Linked DNA regions of Mus musculus: all the other regions are linked to region 2. Evidence: chromatin contacts called from public Hi-C and HiChIP or PLAC-seq data. All regions are on one chromosome and are shown on one strand. The core of a region is the stretch at or near the end of the contact, and the rest is flanking DNA. Distances in the headings are between cores, read along the strand shown.

Region 1 (4,066 bases), core at 965-3,464, 170 kb after region 2:
ATCCAAACTTCACAACCAGCTAGTTCAAATCAACACTGGATCATGTCAGAAAAAAAAAAGTTGCAAAATATTTTGACATGGCCAATTAAAACAAAAAGCAATACTGGATACCCCAAGTAGTAAACTCTTCTGAGTTTCATTTTTATTATCTTCCACTTCTTTGTACAAATCTGTGAGATGCAGAAAATGGATATTGATGAAAGATTCTTGACCCATAAGAATACGAGTGTCCCATGTGCTGTCCAGTGGAGAAGTAAGAGGACACTGCCCTGTGGATGCTGACCAGCGGTCCTGAGCACCTTGGCCATTTATTTACTCTGTTTTTTATTGATGTTTGACACAGGGTCTTGCTATGTAGCACAGGCTGGTCTGGAAGACAAGATTCTCCTTCATCTTTCTAAGTCCTGGGATCATGTTTGAATATGCTGTGTGTATTTTACTTATAGTTTTCTTTGTATAATGATACACTTATTCATGAAAAAAAGCAAATTTACTTACATTCACTGGCTTAAAACATTTTTATTCTTGAGAATTTCATACACACATACAATGAAATATGAGCATATATACACCCATCAAATTCATATTCCCCCACATGTCCCCCCCTCTCAATTTTGTCTTTGTTTTAACCACATGCATTTAAAATTTTCCTTGAGTAGACTACCATATCTCTCTTACTGGTTAGTTCAGACTCTTTCTGACTTTGTCCATTTTTTCCATTTGTATAAGCATCATAACCTCAACTTCCCTCAAAAATATATTTTACTGTTCATTTCATGGCATATTTTGCCAAAGTAAGTGAATAGAGGGTAGAAGCTGAACTCATGGTGTCAAACTCCACCTTTCTACCATAGTAGCAGTTATATATATACTTTCGGGCCTGTCATACCCATGTTTACAATTATTCATTGTATAATTTACTTCATCAGGCTTAGAGACAAAGCTTGGCGAGGAGCCACTGGGACTACCTGCTCTTTCAACCATTTGCTTTCTTCTCCACCACACCTGGCCCTCAGGTTTGGCCAAGGAATTCCCAAGACACCTGCGGAGCAACTGAGTCCCAAAGGAGTTGGGGATGTGAGTCTGCTGTAATGTAGGCATCTCGCTGAGTTGGATTGGTTTGAGCTCAGCAGCATGTTCTCCAGGACCACCCCAACTGCTGGTAAGGAGAAGAGGGGAAGGCAGCTTCACAGCCCGACAGTACATAGTCTCCTCAGTCACTGGGTCTATGCCGTGGAGACGCTGGGCTGGTGCTTAAAATGTAGCAGGCCAGATGAAAGAATGTAATTCCTAATGGTTAACTTTCAACTTAGACATGAGATAATGTTTCATTTGGTTATTTGGAAACATGTTTGGATTACTTTGATAGCTCTATCATCTTGTATGCATGTATTTGAGACGGTCACACTATGTGTCCTTGACTGGCCTGGAACTCACTATATAGACCAGGGTTTTCGAGGCTCACTAACAGCCTCTTGTCTCTGTCTCCTTACTACTGGGATTACAGGTGTAAGGCACTATTCCTGGCTTGATCTGCTCTTTAATCACACATTTATTAAAATCAGCATCGAAAACAAATAGTTCTGATCATTTTTCTCTCGGATTAAAATAAACTGCAAATATATGGACCAGATTTCAAAGTCTTATTGCCAAAATAAGATAAGATATTCACATTTTTTATACAGATAATCTTTCTTTCTTTCTTTCTTTCTTTCTTTCTTTCTTTCTTTCTCTTTCTCTCTCTCTCTCTCTCTCTCTCTTTCTTTCTTTCTTTCTTTCTTTCTGTTCTTCCTTCCTTCCTTTCTTTTTCTTCCTCTCTCTCTCTTTCTCTCCCTCCCTCTCTCCCTCCTTTCCTTCCTTCTTTCCTTCCTTTCTTCTAAATAATTTTAATGTGCTAGAAAATTTAAGGTCACATCCCTGGTTCATGACAGTGGTTGAGAGAAGAGGCCCTGAGCCATCCTTTTAGGGATCACTTCCTAACTCACCCTGTGAAGCATCTTTGTAGTTTTGAAGCTTGCTTTTACGATTTGGCTCTCTGACTCCAGCTTCTTTCTCCTTGTTACTACTCTGCCTACTTTTTGGAAAGGGTCTGCGGGGCGCGGATCATTAAGGCAATTGCTGATTTCAGCCGCCAGAGAGAGCTACGACGCTACTCTTGTTGCCCAGCAACCTCTGGTCCGGAAGTAGTTCTTTGTCCCACCCCATGGCGGCCGCGGGCGCGAGTACTTCCGGTAGTGCGGGCGCGGGGTCGCGCCGAGCGGGTTGGAGGCTGGCGGCGGCGCAATGACCACGCTCCGGGCCTTCACCTGCGACGACCTGTTCCGCTTCAACAACATGTGAGTGAGGCACGGCCGGCCTCTGTCTTCGCGGCGCGGGACGGGGTCAGCCTCGCGGGGCCGTGGGCCGGGTGGACGCTGCGCGGGCGCGCTGACCGGTGACCTTGGCCGAGGCGCGGCGCTCCCGGTGCGCCCGGGATGATGCGGAGCCGGGCTGGACACCCCGCGCCCGCTCCCTGAGGCGGCCTCACTGCGGAGGGAGGGCGGGGAAGGAGCGCGGTCCTGGTTAAATTGTATCCCAGTGAAGTAACCTTGCGATGCTCCGGGCCCTCTCAGCAAGTTGTGGTTTGTGCTTGGTAGTTACAGTAGCGGAGCGCCCAAAGTAGACTGCCTTGGGTTTTTTTCTTTTTCTCTTAAAAAAAAAAAAAAAAAAAAAAAAAAGACAGGGTTCATTTCGTATCCCTGGGCTCCAGGAACTCTCTGTAGACGAGGCTGGCCTAAACCTCACAGATATGTCTTCCTGTCTTACTAGTGCTGGGATTAAAGGCATGCCCCACCACACCCAGCTAGACTACATTTTTTTTTTTTTGGTTGGGGATCCAATGTACTGAAGACTCCCCGGTGCTGTGTGGTTTCTTTTCAGTCCAAAATTTAAAAACCCGTGATTTGCCGTTCTCCCCTTCTCGCTTTTTAAAAAGAAAAAAAAATTTAGTTTGGAATCCAAATTATGACCATTTAAAAAGCTCAGCATTTCACCGCGAACTCCTGTAGACACATGACCTCGGTTATTTGCTTGATATAACGTAGTAAGAAGTATGGACCGGAAGGTTTAGGTAACAGAAGGGAAGAAACTCTGGGATGATGGACATTTCAAAGAGGGGATGAACCTTGATGAAGGAAATTTGGCAAGGAGGAAACTCTGGAGAAGGCTGCAGGAAAATGGAGTGTGAAGCAGGGTAGGCCTTTGCTTCAGGTGAAGCCAGGTTTAATTATCGTGTTTAATTGGTTCAGATCCGATCTTGTGAGATTTCGGTTAGGTCCCGCTTGTGTTGAATCCTCTGTGCATTTTAGTACTTGTGGCAGGCGCTCATGTAATAATAGGCCCTTAAATCTTCACAAATTCTGTCATGTGCTGATGTCCTCAGTTTCTGGGTGAGGGAAGGGATTGCACACACAGAACCCTGACGTGGAGTAGGTGGAGACTGGCCCTGGTGGTTGTTAAAAAATTGGTCCCATGGAGCTGGAGATGGTTCAGTTGTTAAAAGTACTGGGTGCTCTTCCAGAGGACAGGGGTTCACTCCACATGGAGGCTCACACTTGATTGTAATACTAGTTCCAAGAAGCTGCTGGCCTTTCCTGGCTTGAGTAAGCACCAGGTATGCATGTAACACACAGACATATAAAACCCATACCCATTCAATAAATGAAAAAGGTTGATCCTGGCACTCAGGCTGAGGTTGGAGGATCACAAGTCTGAGATCCTTTGGTATCCACAGGAGATTGATTCTATGATACACCAAGATTCAGTGATGTGCAACCCCCTTATTGCAATGGAGTGGTATGCAAATAGCCCAAGCACTTCCATGTACTGTAAATCAATAGAATACTTATATAGTACAACGTACATATTTTATAAGTGCTTCCAATACGGTTGTATTAGGGAATAATTGGGGGGGGTGTCCTTTAAAGGTACAGGCACATAGTGTCTAAAAATTCTTCAGTCTGAATTCTGATCTACTGAGTACAAGGTGTTGATTAGAGGCAATAGAGTAGGCAGGCAAGCCACTGAG
Region 2 (3,580 bases), core at 430-2,929:
AGCTGTTATATCATAATTCTGTAGCCAAAAATATTGACAAGTTCAACCAGAAAATACTGTCTTTATGTCTGGGGTATAGTTTTAACATGTTTTAAGGAGGGAGGCATTTGGAAACATAGATAACTTATAGAAAACTAGATGTGTTGGTAATATGATCCCAAATGTTTCATGTGAAATGATCGATAATATCTTTGGGTCTTACTAAGTGACAAAATGTGCTGTGTAGTTTAGAATAAAACACGGTATCCTTAAATGCTGAACACAGAAAGCAAGTGTTTCTCGTGTTTGCTCTGAACCGTTTCATGGCAGGTGAGACGTAAATGTGTACTTGAAAAGTCACAAGTGGGGTGTGAAAGCAGGGATTGCTGAGGTTTGAGAAGCTTGGCCGTAGGAGATTCACAAACGTGGGGAAGAGAGTCACCCAAAGCCAGCCACTCTGACGCTATCTATACCCAGGCTGTCTGCTGCAGGCTCGACTCTCTTGAGCATTTAGGTTTGTGAGTGGTACGTGGATAGGTGACCGTGCTGTACACCTCCTCTGCCCTCTTTTTTTCTCTTCCTCGGTGCCTCCACCAGCCCGATGCTTCCTGATCCTGACTCATGGTGACTGTTCACAGCAACTGCTGCAGTCATGTAACATTCTACCCAAGGCTGCTCCCCCTCCCCACCCACATTGTTAAAGTCATTCAGCCCCTGATTTTTAAAGTCTACATGCTCATCTATAGGGCCAAAATAAACTAGATCCCCTCCAAACATTAATTCAATACTATGAATTAATTTTATGAAATTTGGCTATGTCTTGTTTTTCTACTCACAAAGAGGCTCAACATTTGTTTCTGCGTGGTTGTAATAAGCTCATACATCGAGTCTGAGCTTCATGGCTTTGTGTTTGCTTCCAGAAGGTTCCATAGTGATGGATTCCAGTAACTTTGAAGATTGCTTGTGAGATAATCAGATTTGTTTGTTTTGGTTTTTTTTTTTATTTCATTTGAATGGATTTAATCTTATCCTCTTATCTAAAGCTATTAAGTAATTCATTTTGAGAATTAAATTATGCTAGAGAAAAGACAATACAGCAGAAGCTTTTATATGTAAAGATAAAAGGAATATAAAGCAAAAAGTCAAAGTTTCAAAGTTTGGTGGTATGCAAAAGAAATCAAAGAAGGCATATAAAGGAATGTTGAAGAGTATCAAAAACTATTACATTGCTCCCCTTTGCTTCTCACCACTCCTGAGTTTGCTGACAAGAGTTCAGTTGTTTTGTGCAGTTGCACTGGGACGATGCTGGTTTACTTTGTCATCATTGCGTTTCTTTGTTTTGGAAAGTCACTTTTCTGCTGCTCCTTTACACGCCATAAAAGCGGAAGCCACCCCGACATTCTCGGTGTGGTATTTGCTGATACTGAAGTGTGTTTATGTGGTTTCAATCTGTAGTCCCCAAACCCCTGCTCCTTAACCTTTTCTTTTGGATAATGTGAATCATGGTTCGTTTTTGTTTTTTGTTTTGTTTTTTTTTCTTCTACCCTCGGCTCCATGATTCAGAACCATTCACTTCCTCAGGATCACTAAATTGCCCCCACAGCCCTCTGGGAAGCTGATTTGTCATGACTGAGCAAGCCACCTTGTGTGCCATTGGCCAGCACCAGCTGAATAGCTACCCTGAGGGAGTGGGATAAAGGTGGCCGCCACATCCTGCTTTGGGGAAGTGACAAAAGGCCCAGTCTTGAGGATGTGTCTGCTTTGTAGCAGTGCATGGGTTCCTCTTTATTTATAATGTACAGATAAATCTCATATTGAGAAAAGACAAAGCTGTCTCATTGGTGGACTCACTTCTACTCACAAGGTGCAGTTATAAGAGTTGAGCATCACCATCCCCACGGGTTCATGGTACATGTTTGTGAGTGACTTGAATTTTACCATATAGATGCAGCTTTGAAAAACTTGGAACGGATTCATATACCCCAAACACATTTGAACTTACTTGAGTCTAATTTCAGAGAAATTCGAGGCAAGAGTTTTTTTTTTTTTTTTTTTTTTTTTTTTTCTGTCCCTCCTTAGACGAGACGTACCAAGTCATTCTGAAAGTGGTACCTTAGTTACGCTCAGGTATTTTCAGTAGTTTCCACTCCGTGTCATCTTGTCCATAGAAAGCTCGAGATTATCAGCCCCAAAGGTAGATGGGACCCCACCTCTACATGAGGCCCTTTTCTTACTTATTGTAAAACAAACCTTTCAGGTTCATGAGACAAAGTAGTTTAAGAATGGGGACAAACATGTAAAGTAGTTACAGGCTGGACACGTGTCAGAAGGTCAGTTTTGCTTTCAGCTTTAGGTAGTGTTAAGACTGAGTTTTTAAAAAAGATTTATTTATTTGTATTATGTATCTGAGTACACCGTAGCTGTGCAGATGGTTGTAAGCTATCATGTGGTTGCGGGAAATTGAACTCAGGACCTCTGCTCGCTTCGGCCCAAAGATTGATTTATTATTATATGTAAGTACACTGTAGCTGTCTTGAGACACAGCAGAAGAAGGCGTCAGATCTCATTACGGATGGTTGCTGGGATTTGAACTCAGGACCTTTGGAAGAGGAGTCAGTGCTCTTAACCGCTGAACCATCTCTCCAGCCCAAGACTGAATTTTTACCTCAGGTTTCCTGTAAGCTTCCCAACATGGAAACTTAGGGATAGAAACACTGGTAGCAAACAGTGCCTCCTGGAAAGGGGTGGATGTCACTGACCCTAAGCTGAGTCACAAGCATACAAAGCTGGATCAAGAGACAGAGAGAAGGCTCGGTCTGTAAAGGCCCTTACCACCAAGCCTGGCAAAATGGAAGCTGAAAGATACTGGAAAATTACCTTTATATTTTCAAAATTAAAATCACTCCATGGTCAGTAGCTTGTTTGGGGTCAGGTACTGTGGAGGGCCAAGGCTGAGGATCAAGTTCTCATGGATTGGATGTAGAGTCTGAGCTTCAGTCAAGAGCTAAAAGCACACATTGGCATTCAAATCCTGATTGCTGTGAATTTCAGTAGTAGTGAAGTGTTATGTTACCTGTCAGACCTATAAAGATTTAATAATTGTTAATGCTCATAGTTTAAAAGAGGTTGTGACATGGTTTAAAATACACACAAAAAAACTAAAAACAAATTTTTTTTAGTTAGTTGAGGTATTGTGGTATATCTATCTGTCTTTGAAGTAATATTTTACACTTATGAAAGAGACAAGGTAGATATATCTGATGAATACACCAGTAGACAGTCTGCGCAGTGATTTCTCTATGTAAAAAATGTGTGTGCACATGTACCTCACATACGAACACATTTGAGCATTCATACATATCCATGTTCCTAACACCTAGTAAGATTTATTTCTAGGTGAATAAAGACTAGAATGTGTTTTAGTCAGGTAGCATGGCCATAACAAAATACTACCAAGATAATAGCTTTTGCAACAGAAATATACTACATTTAGTTCTGAAAGCCAGGGAGGGCTGAGATCAGCGTGCCCACGTGGTTGGGTTCTGGTGAGGGCTGCTTCCTGGCTTGCCGTGGGCTTCCTGACTTGTTGCTGGCTTCCTTC
Region 3 (3,791 bases), core at 106-2,605, 130 kb after region 2:
ATCTCCTCTCATCAAACTAGCAGGGCTCCCCAGAAGTAGTGAGCTCAGCATAAGCCTGTTTGAGATGCCAGAGCCTTCCCTTCCTGTGGCGTCTTTCTGGGGAAAGGCAGCACTAAGGGAAAGAGAGGTGCAGTGTGGGGCTTTTATCCTCAGTGGTACAGAGGCACCTCTGCTACTCTGGTGCTGTGAGGAGAGTAAGGATGAAGATCTCTTAATGACACCTGTCTCTTCCCCTCTTAATCAGCTATACACACACACACACACACACACACACACACACACACACACACACACACACACTGCTGTGGGCCATGTCCCTCATCCTACCTAAGGTCCTTACTCAGGCAGGTGGGACTCACTGTAAGTCTGCTTCTGCTAGTCGCCCCACCCCCACCCCACAGCAAGATTCTACCACACAGTGGCTGACAATACACACAGTTCACCTGGTTTGACTTTACCCCAATGCTCTGGCAGAATCAGTATGAGTTTAACTTTAGTTAAAATATTTTCCTCCTAGATGGAAAGAGAATTCTTTTTAAGATTTTAGGACTTTGGTTTTTGGATAGGTTGACAATCAGACTACACAGTGTTTGATGTCTAGAACCTAATATGAACACACACACACACAGACACACACACTCACTCTGTATCCCTAGTCTACCCCCTGTAGGGATGGGACCCTTGAATGCCGTTTTCCCTCTTTGTTGGGTTTTAATGCTGAATCTGTAAAACCACAAGTAGGTTGTGTAATATCCCCCAGGCCCAGCTGCTGGTCCTACCTCATAAAGGGGAACTTGGAGGCCAGATGGATTCCTTGGCTGGCCGCCTCCTCCTTGGAGGGCACCCGGGAGAAGTAGATTGGAAAGGGTGGCGTTGCTCTCTAGGCTAAGTGGGATTTTGAAAAGCACAGGCTCAGTAGTTCCGTGTCTTTTACGAGCTTATCCTGGACTCATTCCAGTTTTCTTTGTCCTTCTTACCTGTGTGAAGGGCTGGGCTGGAGCTGCCTGTTGGCTCAGCCAACCTTTCTCAAAGGCTTTGAAGGTGAGAGGCCCCTGGTGGCGTCTCCCTGTGAACCCATAGCTGCCTTCATGCCCTTTCCAGTAAGGGAAAGGGGGGCGGAGAGGATCAAAGGAAAAAAGCAGACCCCAAGTTAAGCCCCTGTTGCCCCACAGTGTGTGTGTGTGTGTGTGTGTGTGTGTGTGTGTGTGTGTGTGTAGGAATGTCCCGAGTGCACTATATTTACATTCTTGTCTTTGCTGATAATGACTTACAGATTTTTGGAGCTCCTCGGCAGACAACAAACCCCTGAACTCCCCACCTCCCCATAGGCCTCTTCCCTCAGCCGGCATCTGCCCTGCCTCCTTGCGTCAGCTCTGCCTTATAAATGGAGTGCATTCTATAAAAACCAGGACGCCTTCGGAGCTGGAGTGCAGCCAGACCAACGGAGCCTTGTGTTTTATTAATCCTCTTTTCTTGAAAGTGCACAGCCAGGACCTCAGCACAGGCCCAAAGCGGCCGAGCACAAGGACTCCCAACGCGAATGGCACCGAGAGACCTCGGTCCCCCCCACCCAGGCCCCCGCCACCCGCTATTAATAGTCTGCACACAAGCCCTGGGCTATCCAGGACTGAACCCCAGACGAGCATGCCAGAAACAGTCAACCATAGCAAACATGGGAACGTAGCTCTGCTTGGAACAAAACCAACTCCCATCCCTCCACCCCGGCTGAAGAAGCAGGCTTCTTTTTTGGAAGCAGAAAGCAGCGCCAAGACCTTGACTGCCCGCCGGCCCAGCCGGAGGTCGGAGCCGGAGCCCGAGCTAGAGCTGGAGTTAGAGATGGGCACAGCTGGGCACGCAGGTGGAGCCCCGCCTAGGGACGCCCCCGGGGATTGCACAAGGGCGCCGCCGCCCGGCTCTGAATCACAGCCACCACCGTGCCATGGAGCCAGGCAGAGGCTGAGCGACATGAGCCTTTCCACTTCCTCCTCCGACTCGCTGGAGTTCGACCGGAGCATGCCTCTGTATGGGTACGAGGCTGACACCACCAGCAGCCTGGAGGACTACGAAGGGGAGAGTGACCAAGAGACCATGGCACCTCCCATCAAGTCCAAAAAGAAGAGGAACAGCTCTTTTGTGCTGCCCAAGCTTGTCAAGTCCCAGTTGCGAAAGATGAGCGGGGTGTTCAGCTCCTTCATGACCCCTGAGAAGCGGATGGTCCGCAGGATCGCCGAGCTGTCCCGGGACAAATGCACCTATTTTGGGTGCTTGGTGCAGGACTACGTGAGCTTCCTGAAGGAGAACAAGGAGTGCCATGTGTCCAGCACCGATATGCTGCAGACCATCCGGCAGTTTATGACCCAGGTCAAGAACTATTTGTCTCAGAGCTCTGAACTGGACCCCCCTATTGAGTCACTGATCCCAGAAGACCAAATTGGTAAGTGCCCTTCTACCCATTTCAGGCATAAAATGTACTGTAACCCTTGTCAGCCGGTGTGTCCTGTTAGTTGTCTGGGATGAAGTTTAACCTGGAGTTCCAAATGACACACTCTCCCATCTGAATTGAATGGAAAGATCTCCCTTTTTTAGGCAGATGCTACACACCAAGCTTCAGATGTTTAGAACTGCAGAAGGATTCTATCCAGGGGTGGGGGTTGTACCACTTTGAAAGGTCCCAGTTGCTGCCTGCTCTTGCTCTATGCGTGTGACACATCTGTTGAGCATTTTCTGGCTGTGCGTCCTTCTGTAACCTGCATGCTTACTGACAGTATTTTTCACTGTCTTTCCAGAGGTTGTGGGTGCTTTTGTTTTGTAGCATATGCTAGGAGTATGAAGACTAGGGGCGAGGTGGGGGGAGCACACCTGTGTCCAAGCCCCCCAACCCAGAGAAAAGAACACAGACCAACCCTCAGGGACCTTGTTCCTGTCCAGCCTCAAGTGGACCTCCCTGTTGGTTTTCATCCTACAGAGTCTGTATTAGGCAGTGTGGGAAGAAACAAGAAATAGGAAAGAGAAGTTTATTTGGTGTACCTTTAAGTGACATAATTCGAAGATCACATGAAAGGCATTCTCTCCAGAGTCAAGGGGAAATGCTTTCTTTGTAACCTCACAGGAGAGCTGAATTGTTACTTTGGTAAGCATCTTGCCAAGGCAAATTTGAATTTGGCAAGCAGTCTTTTTTTCCAGGGCGGGAGTAGCCAGGGTTTTTGTAGTTGTTGTTGCTGCTGCTGCTGTTGATCGTGTTGTTGTTTTGTTTTTGTTTCACGCATTGACTCTTAAAAGGTTAATTTCAGAGACTTCACTCAGTGGGCAGCAACAGCCAAGAGTTTACAAACATTTCCATGGTTTAGCTAAACTCAGATTTCTTCTTTCTGATTGGGTGTGTTTGTCAAAAGTAGTAAACAGTGTGTGGTAGAGCATGTGTTTCTCTCTCTCTCTCTCTCTCTCTCTCTCTCTCTCTCTCTCTCTCTCTCTCTCTCTCTCTCTCTCTCTCTCAATTTGAGCAGCTCTTTGATTTGGTCACAAAAGACTCAAAGCCTTGTTTGTTTTCTTGTGGGACTCTGACCTAGCCCAGGGTTCTGTTTGGGCGTGGCTAAAGGAGCTCGGGTGCTCCAGAGAAAGTGGCTGAAAGGAATGTGCCTTTGTGCTACGCCTAAGAATGGAAATCATTTTCAGGAGACTTCTGCAGAATGCAGAATATCCACACAAGTTCCCTCTTTCCCCTGCAGCCCGAGAGTCTTTTCTCTCCTGAAGACCCCTTCCAACATCATGTTCACAGGGACCCCTAGTAAGAA

Evidence for each region. Hi-C and Micro-C count contacts between places; a contact is called where the count stands out from the background. HiChIP or PLAC-seq counts read pairs in DNA pulled down with a chosen protein or histone mark.
Region 1: an H3K4me3 HiChIP or PLAC-seq map of bone marrow-derived macrophages shows a contact between it and region 2, with 3 times the contacts expected there. The contact joins the promoter of Naa20 here to the enhancer-like site in region 2. A contact is called at or near these places in 6 of 39 promoter capture datasets (hippocampal neurons, liver, macrophages and 2 more), 2 of 484 Hi-C or Micro-C datasets (bone marrow-derived macrophages and nephron progenitors), 5 of 115 datasets of contacts at active chromatin or transcription factors (bone marrow-derived macrophages, embryonic stem cells, epiblast stem cells and 2 more) and 3 of 9 other capture datasets (adipose tissue, liver and macrophages).
Region 3: a Hi-C map of bone marrow-derived macrophages shows a contact between it and region 2, with 34 read pairs. The contact joins two enhancer-like sites. A contact is called at or near these places in 1 of 15 datasets of contacts at CTCF or cohesin (the NIH/3T3 cell line), 3 of 484 Hi-C or Micro-C datasets (bone marrow-derived macrophages, macrophages and uterus), 3 of 115 datasets of contacts at active chromatin or transcription factors (bone marrow-derived dendritic cells, microglia and pancreatic cancer cells) and 2 of 9 other capture datasets (adipose tissue and liver).

Annotation. Positions count from the first base shown.
Region 1 is chr2:145,901,027-145,905,092 of GRCm38.p6, forward strand. Naa20 (N(alpha)-acetyltransferase 20, NatB catalytic subunit) reads left to right here and starts at 2,215. Exons shown (of 6, transcript NM_001141965.1): 1 at 2,215-2,336. The coding sequence starts at 2,284.
Region 2 is chr2:145,729,017-145,732,596 of GRCm38.p6, forward strand. The region is part of intron 2 of BC039771 (cDNA sequence BC039771); the gene reads left to right. Among named protein-coding and RNA genes, the nearest start is that of Gm34513, 7.0 kb to the left of the region's middle. Within about 2 kb of position 1,680, at least 39 of the 459 cell types and tissues checked have an H3K27ac peak or open chromatin away from gene starts, as enhancers often do. A contact at or near this core is called in bone marrow-derived dendritic cells, bone marrow-derived macrophages and pancreatic cancer cells, where this site is marked.
Region 3 is chr2:145,858,741-145,862,531 of GRCm38.p6, forward strand. It overlaps Rin2 (Ras and Rab interactor 2), which reads left to right. Exons shown (of 13, transcript NM_028724.4): 9 at 1,274-2,434. Among named protein-coding and RNA genes, the nearest start is that of Gm39954, 34 kb to the right of the region's middle. Within about 2 kb of position 1,356, at least 284 of the 459 cell types and tissues checked have an H3K27ac peak or open chromatin away from gene starts, as enhancers often do. A contact at or near this core is called in bone marrow-derived dendritic cells, bone marrow-derived macrophages and pancreatic cancer cells, where this site is marked.